Regions from separate parts of the Anas platyrhynchos genome. Here region 1 is linked to region 2. A link is a contact called in public Hi-C data. All regions are on one chromosome and are shown on one strand. Each heading gives the region's core, a stretch centred on a gene start, on an enhancer-like site or on the middle of the called end of the contact. The rest is flanking DNA. Distances are from core to core; before and after follow the strand shown. Region 1 overlaps NAV3 (neuron navigator 3). Region 2 has its middle 17 kb from the start of NAV3.

Region 1 (6,984 bases), core at 4,268-6,767, 96 kb before region 2:
AGGTGCTGCTGTAATATGAGTAATTAAAATAATAACTATTATTAAGGAAATTGCCTATATTCTTACTGTGGACTTTCAAAAAGCCCAAAAGCAAGAAAAGAAACTTATTCTAAACCTCCACATTCTATAAAAAGTAAGAATGGGAAAAAAAAAAAAAAAAAATGCATTTTGCTGGAATTCTATTTTTTTCCTTTCACAGCTTTGCAGAAAACACTGCAAATACCTTCCACTTTTTAAAAACACACTGAATAAATGCAACATTTTTGTATTCCATTCCCACTTTTAAGCCAACCTTCAGCAGTTTGCTATTATGCAAACTCCTCCAAACCATGATACTCTGAAATCCTTGCCAGCTACACTATATTCATAAGCACACCTTATTCATATAGCATTTGGATGTGAACAGACAGGCAAAGTCCACAGCATGGGGGAGAATGTTGTAATTGTAAATGATTCAGTAAATGCATGGTGATGTTACTGATGCTCAGATTTTGTACCTGCCAGTTCTACAGCCTTCCAATGAGGATTTATCTTATTAAATGTAGTTTACTAACCATAAACACAGCACAAGATTAATCAGACTCCATATGAATCACAGTCACAAAATGCTTGTTGCCTGAGCATATTAAAATGTCTTTAAGCAGCTGCCAGCTATATCTCAGAAAGCTATATGACTAAAGTGCTATTTCTGAAAGTCTTGGAGTCAGTGCATCTAACTGGACTTTACAGTGGACAATCCAAAAGGCTATTTATATTCAGAAATAATTTGGCAAGTCTTGTTCATCAAACCAGTTTTCCAGACACAAAGACTCCACTCAGAAATTTGTTCTTGGATTTATTGCCCTTAAAAATGAAGTTAAATGAAATTATCTGGATAATCAGGAGAAGAACAGGTTCACTAAAGCAGTTCTGGATTAATTAGTACTCATGAAGTTTTGCTGCTGAGTTACCTCAGTTCCCAAAGTTAGCTAACACAAAAATGAAGATACAAACACAAAGTATATGTGTGAAAAACAAGTTCCAGGAATAGTATGTAAGAATTAGGACTGTATGTTAAATATGGGACAGAATATGCACAGCTTAAGTAAATCTTTAAAAAGCATTTTAGAAAACTGTAGAAGTGCCAACACAAACTAAAAATGTATTTTTTTCTTACCATTTGAGACTGGCTCCGGGGACAGCCATTGATATCTTCAACCTTCTCATTTGCTAAACAAAACAGTGAGGTGAGAAAGAAGTAAACCAGGAGATAAAACTTTCTTCTCCACCCCCCAGCAAAACAAAACAAAACAAAAAGCACACACACACACAAAGAAAATAAAAAAGTAATTAAAAAAAAAAAAAAAAAAGGAAGAGCAGAAAAGACACAGCAATAAAGTGCACAGGGTTTTGTTGACACAGAGCTCCTTTCTAAGTAAAGCTCGGTCGCACAGTAACAACACTCTTGTTAGCAGCAGTTGCTTCCACATGCCAAATCATGCAAAGTGGGAAGTGCGAAGGAGGTCGCTGCTAATTCTTCAGCCCCTGCAAAATAACTGCTGACATGAAATCTTCCACAATTGTCTTTGCAGGGTCAGGATACAGTTTCAAGACAGCCCAGAAAGTATGAACCACTCCAACTAACAAAATGCACACATGGGAGACATATGGTTTAATGGAGCATTCATTTCTGACAATTCAAAGTGTGTAAGATACAGTTCTGGCCATTTAAAGTATGGTTAAACAGCCACTTCCAAACATGCTCACATAAACATATTTTTTAATTAAGACAAGGATGAACCACACAAATATCAGAGACATATGGACCCAGTCAAATTGTATTATTCAGGGTTCATCTTATTGTTAAATACATTCAACTTGAATTATATATTCCCCCATGCATAGAGTCAGCTCTCAGTGCTTCTCTGAACCCTGAGCTTACCGATGATCTGGATGATTTCTGCTAGCAGAACTCCATCTGCAATGTCCTGTTGCAAATCCTTGATCAACCGCTTGTGGCCAGATTTTGCTAGGTAGTGGTTAGCCCAGTCAGTGTAAATCTGCAGAGCAGAGGGGAGGGCAGGAGGGAGAGAGGGGAGCGGGAAAGAAGACAATAAAAATTCTTAAAACAAATGTTGGCTTGCACACAAGAACTATTCTGGATCACATTCCAATTTAAGAAGCCAGCACCAAAGGAAACAATTTTAACGTTATTTAAAAAAAAAAAAAAAGCCATGCCCCTCCCCCTGCATTTTCTGTTTTATTTTAACATCAAATGATTCACTCCGTTTCATGAGGGTTCAAGCTTGCTGTGACCAAGCAAAATTCCCCTTATGACTGTAAAGGAAACTCCTGCCATAAATCAGTCACGTCTGCTCCAATTCCACCTCCCACCGTGTTCCTACCTACACGCACGCCCCTCCACGCGCTCTACACGCGGAGGCTGCCTAAGAGAAAGTGAGAGCAGAAACGTGCGCCTATGTTTTGGTGGGAGTTCATTGGTTTGTCTCTCATGATCCTGCCTGTGACAGTGCCTCTACGACACTTTCTGCAGTAGTCACACTCTTCTGCTCTGTACGGTTCATTTGTTCCCTTGCCCATGTTTCAGTGTGTCGCAGTGTGCATGGAGACTGAAAGCAACAACTGTCCAGGAGCCTTATTAGAGAGTATATTCTGGCAATATGCTGCGTCCTTTCTTTGCAAAAACAGGAGGGGGGAATGGTGAGACCAAGTAGCACAAAAGCCTTTGCAACAGACAGCACAAAAAACAGCACTCATTGACAGAAATTTAGAAAGTACCATCTGAACTACACCAACCAAAGCAAAGGGGAAAGAGGTTGAAAGCAGAACAAGAGTTAAGAATGGAGGTATCTACGTGCCCAAGGAGCATGTTTGCTAACAGAGGAGGGGTGTGCACAACAGGAACCACGGTCACATAGAGTAAGAAGGAGAGGCAGGGACACCATCCCATGTGCACTGCAGGAACAGTGCTCACCAGGAGGTGCTCACACCATCCCTCAATGTTTCCCAGCAGGCAGGGGCAGTGTGGACTAGTGAAACTTCACCCAGTTTTCACACAGTGTCAGGGCATCAGTGCAGCAAGGGGTGACTGCTATCAGTGAGGTGCCTGTGGTCCCTCTCCCTATCCCCCAAGAAAGGACTTGCACAGATCATCCTGCTATCCTTGCATGTGACCACTGAAAGAAAGCATATATGCATGGCAGCATTGCTGTGTAAGTAAATGTATTATCCATACTACACTCTATGCTGAGGTTATGTTTGAAATTGTTGAAACTGCACCTCTTCCATAAGAACAATATGAGGTCACTTTATAAACATCCTTTTACTTAACCTCACAGACCCTCGGGAGGAAGGGATCAGAATCCCATTTTGTGAACAGTAAAAACAGAGGCCAAAGCCATTAACTACTTGCTTAGTTCAACAAGGAAATCTGTGGCAGGACTGCGATGGGAAAGTGGATGAAATTCCCAGTCCCAAATCTTACCCAGAGAACCAACATCCACTTTCCAGCCAGTGAAAGTATCACTGCTCAGTCCATGTTCATATCAGAAGGACTCATTTGCCACGAGTCCCTTTGTCACAGGTTTTCTTCAGTAAAATTCATAGGGAATTGCAACTGGTTTGGTCTTTCCTATTTCTTCACAAATTCCTGTAGGTAGATCACCAACTGTTTTGCCACAGCTTTCTTGACAGTTTTAGGACTTTAAATAACTCCATAGTATTAAACTGGAAGAGGATTCATGTCTCCCATAGCCAAAGGATTCTGCTGCTAGGTGGGGATGTAAACTGCCCTATGCAGCTAGAAGTCTTCTTTGGTCACCTCTGTTTTCACTGACTGAAACTTTTTTTTTTCACTTTTACAGGTGAGTGACATGAAAGACTCCAGTAAAATGGTTTTCAAAAACCATTGCAGCTAAGAAAGTGTTTCTTCAGTGTTTATAAATAAATATAAGGAATGCTACTGTGAATCTCTAAAGATGGTATTAACAAATTTAGAACAATATGAATTCAGGAGGATAAAAGGCACATACCACACCCATAGCATCATGTATTCCTTACTACTAGTGTTTCAACTTCAGTCATTCTTCTAAAATAAAGTCTCATGAGAATTCTCTGAACTACCATAAGCTGAACTATTTTCTGTACTCCATTGAAACTGACCCACTGGAACATACAGAATTTAATACCCACTGATATTATTTTGGGTTAGTTTTGTACTACAAATAAAAATACCAAGCATTTCCTTTTTCATTTGTCACACCCACACATAATCTGGTGTACCAATCCTAATTTTGACTACAATTTGAACTATCCTCTCACTAAGCAGCCAGGGAAATTTCATTCTAGCAGCTGTTGTGCAAGTATCTAATACTCAAAGAATGGACTTCACCCACCCACCCTTCATATATTTCTTTTTTCGTATATTTAAAAGTGGAAAGTATAAAGAATGTAAATACCAGAGATTAAAGTTAAATGTCATAGATAAGGGTGGTGTGTACACAAAAGTTGATAATCTACATCACATCAGTGGACACAAGAAATTATTGATGGCCTGTACTTTGACAGTTAAGAAATGATGAAAAAAAAAGAGTGGGAGGAAGCAGTGGTAAAAGAGTTTTTCTTCCACTTCAAGCGTATTTTAAAAGAAAAATAAAATGTGAAGAGTTGTTCACAGAGACCATAGAGCAAACCAATACCCAGTTGGCAGGGGAATGTCATGTTTAATTTCCTCTCTTTCCATAGGGTCACCACTTGCTTCAGTTTGCCCCCTTCCCCATAGGACACCCTTTTCATTCATCTAATTTTTCCAGGGACCCAACTGCTCAGGAGTCAGTTGCAAAAAATGAGAAGCATGTAGACAGACACATGAAATTATAAGAATGTATGTACACCACTATATTTTTTTTACATGAAATACTCTGGTGCAAATACCATGGGAAATAGAGAACCGCCTTCACAGTTTTTAAGTATCAATGTAACTGTAATTTTATCTTAAACTCCTCAAGACAACAAAAAGCTCCAGTGTCATGACTGACATTATTCACTTTGCCAAGAGAAGTCACACAGACCACAAGATAAAAAAAACGGTAACTTTATGCAACGGTTTTCTTTGTATTAGCACTCCCCTGTTATTGGGTGCTGAGCACCTTTAAGGAAGAGCTGTGCATGATCCTTTTCCAGAACTAGCAATATATCATTACGTCTTGCACTAATTGTTCAGTAACATTTCCCCAAAATATTTTATTATTTATTTTATTTTATTTTATTTTATTTTATTTTATTTTATTTTATTTTATTTTATTTTATTTTATTTTATTTTATTTTATTTTATTTTATTTTATTTTATTTTATTTTATTTTATTCTATTCTATTCTATTCTATTCTATTTATTTATTTTATTTCATTTATTATTCAGAGCTGTTCCAGAGAAGGCACACAGGAGGGTAAGTTGTTGCAACACTTCCTCCCCGATTCATTGCTTGGCCCAGTGTCCCTGCCTTACAGCTACAGGCTGGGATGGGCTGATGGCTTACTCATTTCCTCCCCAAACTTCCTCCTCTACCACTACGCTTCACAGACACATCCAACTGGGGAGTATTTGACTTCAGTGCTAGGTTCCAGCCACTGGTGACACACAGGAGAGTTGCCGTTATCTGCAATGCAGAGGACTAGTCTCAAAGTTGTGATAACAGAAGAGAGATGATTCTGAGTTTGTGTGGTCCAAGCTGCATCCTGGTATTGGATGATTTAACCACTTGCAACACAAAGCAGAATTCAGTGGGGCAATCTGAGCTTGGGCACAGCCTGCTCGTGTTAACAATGGTTTCCCCTAGCATTCCTCAACTGCATGTCATGCTAACCTTTCAAAAAGTACAGAAAATAAACTCCAATACCCAAATATAGTTATGAACTTCACCTCGATACTTCATACGCTGCTGTAAGGAACACAGGAGAGCTACTTGGCAGGATCAATAATAAAACAAAACACTTGATGATACATTAGTTTAATCTAGTGGGAAAGTGTGGAAAGTTACTGACTTTCTTAGAAGATTCTTTAATCATAAAACAGACAATTATACACCAGGCAGAACTACAATGAATCCTCTTGAAAATTAATACAGAAATGTTACCACCCACAATCAATGTTAAGAAGGAAATGTCAAATGGATTTCATACAGTCTGCCTAAAACAATAATAATGCATGACACTTGTAAGCATCTTCCACAAATTCATCTCAACATGCTTTCCAGACAAAAATGAGATCACCCCTATTATTTAAGATTCCCGAGACTTTCTGTAAGATGTGGGGAAACTGAAACTGAGTTATAAAGGCTTTCTTGGTAGATTTCTCTTTTATTTCTTTCATTTTATTATTATTTATTTATTGAACGTGGCTTGCTCAAGAGCAAGCAGAGCTGGGAATACAACCCAGATATTCTGAGTTGCAATAATTTCTTATATATATATATATTATTTATTTATCAAGCTCTTTTATAAATAGGCATGGTGCAAAAATGTATATTTCAAGAATCAGGATCCTTCTGCATATTTTTATTTGCTTGCTACAGACTCTAGAATTTCAGATCTGAGAATGGTTTCCTGTTGCTATCGAGAAGACAGCTTTCCATACTTAGTGTGCTCCACTGTCATGCAATTATGTGCCACTGCTGCTGGGAAGAACAACAGTTGCAGCCAGCTGAGTTATGCCAAGACCTTATGACAGATTTCCATGCCATTTAGAAGGATAGGTTATGTTTGAAGCAATATTTAAATATTTGTCCACTATATGAAAAAGTTTCCTTCCTAGATATCTAGGAATCAATGGAGAGTATCCATTTCTCAGCATTTGTCCTTTAAAATGATGTAGAAGACAACTGTATCCTCATTCATTAGTAAAAAAGAATTGAAATGCTGTCCATTGACGCTTTCTTCTGTGCACATTATCAGCCTTATGTTTCTGTCATCTGGAAGGGATGCTTTTTA
Region 2 (6,818 bases), core at 2,727-5,226:
GGCAGTAGAAAGAAAAAAAAATCAGTCACTTTCAAGTTGTGGATAACAGTTATAAAGATTCTGACATAGCAAAAATGCAGATGGAGCTGAGTAGATACTCAGAAAAAGTATCTATAGTAGGAAAATCAAAATGGTAGATTATTTGTCCATCTGTCCATCCGTCCATCCATCCATACATACATAGCAAAAATGGTATGAGAATCTGGCCAATGTCTAAAATATTTGGGAAAAGATTACATAGTAGTTATTATGTTTGTGATCATTTTATTCCTATACTTCTGTACTGAAGAAGCAAACAGTACCACTGTATTCTTTTGCTTACAGTAAGGAACATTTATGAGTCACACTTGGATTCTATAATAGTTTCATCATTACCAATTCTACTATCCTTCAGCTGATCAGCGTAGGAAAAAATCCAGATTATTATGCATAGCCCATGACTACACTTCAGTTAAAAATCCTGTGACTTAAGCTGCCTTCTAATCCTTCTAAAGCCCTTAATTATATAGATTTGAAAATGCACCCTATAACTATTATGTGCCCAGATTGAAATTAATACTTAGATTTCTTTCCCTTTTTAAAAAATTCCATACTTGCCATCATTTTTTTTTTACTTTTAAATATTCTATACTAAATCCAAAGTTCTATTAACAAGCTGCTCTTAAAGAGGTAAGCTGAAAGTCACCAGACATTTTTCTGCTTGTAATGCAACTTATTTTTAAACATAGTCAGTGTGTCTATATAGCTTGTTGGATGTATGCATAAATTACTGTATTTAATGAGCTACTTTTAATTTTCTTCCTCACATTAAGTCAAAGAAGACGACATACAGATTAAAATACATGAATGCAATTACAGTCAAAGAAGCCAGGGCAGTCAAGCAGCCTTCAGCTGTACTCTAATGTACCCCTGAAGGGTTTGATCCTGCAGCTTGCTCAGTTATCAATGCCACCAGAAAGAGCTCAATTGTCAGATGCAGATTTGGGCCTATAAGGACATATCCGTTTCAAGCCATTAGGCAGAGTTTGTAAACTGAAGCTGGTGGGAGTAGTGGAGGTACAGGACAGAAGCTGGCTCTGAAGTTTTTGCTGATTTGTTCACCACTCTTTGAAGCACAAAAGCAGGAAAGGAAGCCACATGAAATATTAAATCATCCCATATTACCAGGAAGGTTCTGAAACAATTAAAAACTGCTACTGCTATAACTTATGTACGCTAATTTGTTCTCCCAGAAAGCTAGGAAAGTTGTGACAGAAGGAATAAATTTTCCACTTTCAATTCTAACAACAGAGTGCATGTCCAGTTCTTATCCACTGGGCTATAAAATACATATTGGTCGCTAAAAACACCTATATAAGCATGGGCCGTTATACTTCAGGCAATGGCAATTTCCATGGGAAATTGATTTAAATATTTATTGTATTTTGAAACCACAGAGACATCATAGTTTAAAATTTAGAGTGGGGTGCAACAAGGAGAATTTGTAGAAATATGAGTAGAAAGATGGCAACAAAATAAATGTTTAAATAAAAGCTAGTTAAAATATACGTAGAAAATCTACATTTCAGCCTGAAAACTATGAAGACTAAATTATTCCTACTTTGCTTCTTAAAGTATTTTTACTGTCTCATCTAAACAACATTGTTCTTTTTCAAAATTCTCTTTCAAACTGGCCTGTTTAAATTAGTTTCTAAATTAAACAGTGATCAGTTTCAGTGATTCATTTCAGCCAAAAATGTACTGAAAAACTTATCTACATTATGTTTCTTCTAAATAAATATTTAACTCTTAACTTTGAAAGTGTTTCACTTCAAAATTTCCAGATGTTTTATTTCAGAATGTTAAAAAGACTAAAGAAAAAAAGGGGGAAAAAAAAAAAAGCATCTAAAATATAATATATAACAAAATACTTTTGTCATTCTAAAACAATTTAAAAATTTTAAAATAAATTTGCACAGCTGTAGGGCATGAGAAGAATAGATGATATTGGCAAGCAGCTGTTGTGCAACAAGCATGTTTTGCAAGAGTCATAATTGTCTCTCTTGAAACTTGTGCTCCCCCATCTGTCTGTTGTATCCGTTACAGAAAGGAACATGTCTCTCTCTATCAAATTATGAACTACATTTTGTATTATGTTAAACACATGTCTAAACTTGCCCAAAGCAAACCTATTGAATTACTTCCCAGACAGCTGCCCTTCCTGCAAAATATGCTTGACATGTTAGTGGAAGAGTAACATTGAAAAACCATTGAGGCTGCATTTCAAAGCCTCTCTCTTCAAATTTTCACCAGTGTTAGCCCATGAAATAGGTATTCAGTTTTAGGCAGGCCAACAGTAGGAAGACAACTGAATGCAAGGGAGAGTTTGAGAAGATCAGCAAAAGTCATAGTTATAACCTGGTCCATACTGAGAGAAAGGAATCACTCCAGGCAGTAAGAGGATGAAGATGGTAGAGGGGATTTTGCCTACTCTAGAACACATGACAGCAGGGATTAATTCCATGCATCTTTATAGATAATTTTTTTAAGTCTAGGCAAACCAGCCTCAACTGTTGTGATGGTTTTACCTTGCTAGGCAGCTAAACTACACCACAACCGCTCTCTCACTTCCCCTCGGAAGAGGAAGGGAAGAAGAAAAGGAAAGAAACAGCTCACAGGTTGAAATAAGGATAACAATTAAAGGAAAAATAAAATTATTAATTAATTAAAATTATAAAAACTATTAAGGGAAATTTAAATAATTTAACTAAAGTGAAAAGGGAGAGGGAAAAAGGAAAACAACAACAACAAACAAAAATACAAGCAAAGGCCATGTGAAAGCACAGAGGAAAGAAATTACTCTCTACTTTCCACAAACGAGCAATGCTTCCCACAAACAAGCAATGCTTGACCACATCCTTGAAGCAGGGCCTCAACACACATAGTCATTGTTTGGGAGGACAGAAATTTTCACAATGAGAGCCCACCCCTCCCCTCTCCTTCCTTTTCCCACCTTTCATTGCTGAGTGTGACACCATAATGACATGGAATATTCCTTTGGTTGGATTAGGTCAGCTGTCCTTGTGATATTCCCTTCAAATGAAAGCAAACTGCGTTCTGCATGCTGCTGCCAATGGGATGGAGAAAAATGCGTTATAAATACCAATTGGGTGTACCATTTGTCTGCCTTTGACTCTAGTTTTTTTTGAAGTTCTAGCATGTCCAGCACTGCAGCACTTAGTGGTGGAGTGACTTCATTCAGGCCACGATAGTCCACTGTTAGTCTCCACTCTCCGTTAGACTTTCGCACTGACCATATGGGACTAGTAAAGGGTGAGTGAGTCTTGCTGATCACTTCTTGGCTCTCCAGCCAATGAACCAACTCATGGATGGGAATCAGGGAGTCAGTTGGTGTGACATTGCTGTCAGTGCATCATTGTGGTAGAAATTGGCACCTGCTGTTCTTCAACATTGAGCAATCCTACAACAGAATAGTCTTCTGAGAGATCAGGCAAGGTAGACAGCTGCTTAATCTTCCCGGTGCTCAAAGTAGCTATGCGAAAAGCCCACCGGTACCCTTTTGGATCCTTGAAGTATCCTCTCTTGCTTTAGTCTATGCCAAGGATGCATGGAGTATCTGAGCCAGTCACAATATGTTGCTTTTGCCACTCTTTCCCAGTTAGACTCACTTCAGCCTCCAGTACAGTTAGCTGTTGGGATCCCCCTATCACTCCAGAGATACAGGTGAGTTCTGTCCCTTGGTAGCCTGATGGCATTAGGCTACACTGTGTGCTGGTGTCCACTACAGCTTTGTATTCCTGAGGTTCCGGTATGCCAGACCATTGGATGCACGCAGTCCAATAATTCCAGTTATTTCTTTCTTGTCCACCCCCAGCCTGCTGGCTTTGAGAGAGTTAGAGGGAGTCCTGATGTTGTGCCAGTATTGCTCAGCAGTAGACACAACACTGGTGAGATACCAGGGCTGTTCTAGCTACACGTGCAGAGCACAGCACTGTATGGGCTGCTATGGGGAAAGTTAACTCCATGCCAGCCAGACCCAGTACAGTTGTAAATATGCTCAACAGATAGAAACTAGAGGTTAGTTCAAGGATGAGAATAATCAGCTTTTTGAGATGCTGTTTCCTTCCACTCACCACACTGTGGTTCTCTCTTAGATATGACCAGATTTCAGTCACTCAAGGTTTCTGTTTCCAGTTACAAAGAATGCAGCAGAAACACCAAATTACACTATTCATGACTTTGTCCTTCTGCCCCTGACCTCATACTTATCTCCATGTAACAACCCTCTACCCCTTGGTAGTGCTAATTATGTTTATAAATTGAATTGATTTGGTTTTAAACAAAATAAAACCTTTTTATCCAAGTGTTGGTTTGTTTGTTGTTGTTGTTTGTTTGTTTTTGGTTTTGGGTTTAGTTTTGTTTTATTTTGTTTGTTTTTGTAAGGATAGAAAAAATTACTTAATCTGATTCCAGCATAGCCCACAAATTTTTTCTGAAGAACTGGGAGATGTGAGTAGCTCAAGGCATTATTGACACTGAACATTTTGTATTGTGAGACCATGACCTCTGTTAAAGCTGCCAAAGCTTACCCTGACTGGCATGAGACTTGTAAAGAGCTCTTTAACAACAAAGTTTCCAGGGTTAATGAATTCCCCTGAAGCTGAGTTCAGCAGAGGGCTAACATGGCAGTCAGGGAATGGAGTACATGCCTGTTGAGGAAAGGCTGAGGGACCAAGATAACCCGAGTTTAAGCTGAAGACTAAGAAAATGACTAAGCTAATGGCAGTCAGACAGAATGTGCAAAGACATCATCAGAAGAAGTAGCCAAGAGTTTCACAGTGGTATGTGACTGAAGAACAATAGACAACAGACATAAGTTGAAACACCTATGTTCAGACTGGACATAAGGGGGAAGCTTTTCAACATGAGGAATGTCAAGAACTACAACAAAGGTGCAAAGAAGCTGTCCTGTCACCATCCATGGAAGTTTTCAAGACCAGAATGGAAAAAGTCCTTGGAACCTGGTCTGACTGGACTCTTAACCTTGCTTTGGAATAAATCACTTCTTCAAGTCCCTTCAAACCCGCACTTTTCCATGGTGTTATGATCTGATTTCACTATTGGAGAATCAACATCTGAGTTAGCAGTCTACAGTGCATTCTGCAATGGATTTATTTTAGTTTACTTGATTCTACTTTGTTTGAAATACTGAAATATATTAGGCAGAGGGACAGAGAGAGAGAGTAGGAATTACTGGCAGACGGTATCTGTCAGTGAGTGTTTCATATTTTTCACACAGTGTAATAGTATCACTGAGAAAGAGCCACATCTCAGCATAACTGCTAGCAGGCTGATGAGGGAGTTATACTGGATGACAAGTGATGTGGCTTCAGATCGTGTAGAAGACAGAATTAAATATGGACTAACCAGAACTAGAACAAAAATCCCAAGCCCTGGGATCTACCTAGAAAAGAGTTCCCATGCCACTGGCAATTTGATGAACCTAATTATAATTATTTTTTTTCTTTTAATTATCCATGTCCAAACCAAAAGTTTTATTCCTGGGACTGAGCATTTCTAACATAGAAAAAGTTTGTGGTTTTTTTTTTTTTTGTTTGTTTGTTTGTTTGTTTTTTTCACTTGTGGTTTTGTTGTTTTCTTCCTCTTGCATTGGGTAAAAAAATAATAATAAAAAAGACTTTAAGTATATTCTGATTTAATATGAAATGGCATTTTACCTAATAAGCTCCATTTTACTTTCTAGTTATCCAGCAAAGTCTTAATTTTGGTGCCCCAAGCAGGAGCATGCCATATGACCAGTCATCACAGAGGCTGTGACTGCACACTGGTCCCAGATGTACAGACAGAGACTATACTTCATTTAAAGCCAGCTGAGATGGGAGCAATTGGTCCCCTTTGCCACAGACAGGGGATCCCTTACATACCCTTGCACTGCCAGTTCTTTAGGTCTATAGCTCATATTATACACCTCCAAACTGATGCCCCCAAAACTTTCTGAATAATTCTTGGTCTACAGTACTGCCCCAGACTTCCATGTACTTCCATGTACTTATGAAACTAAGAATCAGAACACAATAAGTGTATTAAAGGCCAGTGCTGAACATCACCCTGGTTTTGCTGGAACCTCTGGGGTAGTTAAGAATTGTAGCTCTATATCGTGATGAGATCTGTTTCACTTAAGCACAATAGTAAGCCTAAACAGCAATAAAAAAAGACAGTGATATTATTTAATTCTTCATCATAGATTTAGGACCATTCAAAAGCTGAATACCACTGGAAATAACAGTAGTCGAATAACAGAATTGTACATTGTAAAATTCTGGAGGAGGAAAAACTAGTCTCATAGAGTATAAAATCATCCTCAGGTCTCAACAACTTCTGTGTGCACCCACAAATTTGAATGTGGTTTTTGGCAGGTAAATAATTGGTCCCAGTGCAGCTTGAAACAAAGTCCCACATTTCATCACTGACATCTGTCTCCAATTCTCATCTTCACTGATACAGAAAATTGTTCCCCAAGTGCTTCCAATCCAACCCTTTATGCCTTTGATAATCTACTGCTAAGTACATAGTAACAGGGTACGCACATCCAAAACAGTTTCAAAATTTCTCAAAGAAATAAGTTAGCAAAAGGAGTATCTGTACAAAAGGAATATCTGAGCAAACTCAACAATAGGTATTTGCACTTAAACACTGTAAAATCTTTAAGATTTCTTTAGAGTACTTCAGCTCTGAGGTATTAGAGCAGAATGACATCTGCATTTTATGTTTGTACTTTATTATGCTGAAGTACACCA

What was found. A called contact is a pair of places that touch in the nucleus more often than the background predicts.
Region 1: a Hi-C map of skeletal muscle shows a contact between it and region 2, with 2.7 times the contacts expected there. The contact joins two enhancer-like sites. A contact is called at or near these places in 3 of 8 Hi-C or Micro-C datasets (liver, skeletal muscle and subcutaneous adipose tissue).

The regions. Positions count from the first base shown.
Region 1 is chr1:40,952,319-40,959,302 of IASCAAS_PekinDuck_T2T, reverse strand. It overlaps NAV3 (neuron navigator 3), which reads right to left. Exons shown (of 42, transcript XM_038172953.2): 2 at 1,922-2,039; 3 at 1,157-1,209. Among named protein-coding and RNA genes, the nearest start is that of NAV3, 80 kb to the right of the region's middle. Within about 2 kb of position 5,517, at least 3 of the 8 cell types and tissues checked have an H3K27ac peak or open chromatin away from gene starts, as enhancers often do.
Region 2 is chr1:40,855,334-40,862,151 of IASCAAS_PekinDuck_T2T, reverse strand. No RefSeq gene overlaps it. Among named protein-coding and RNA genes, the nearest start is that of NAV3, 17 kb to the left of the region's middle. Within about 2 kb of position 3,976, at least 3 of the 8 cell types and tissues checked have an H3K27ac peak or open chromatin away from gene starts, as enhancers often do.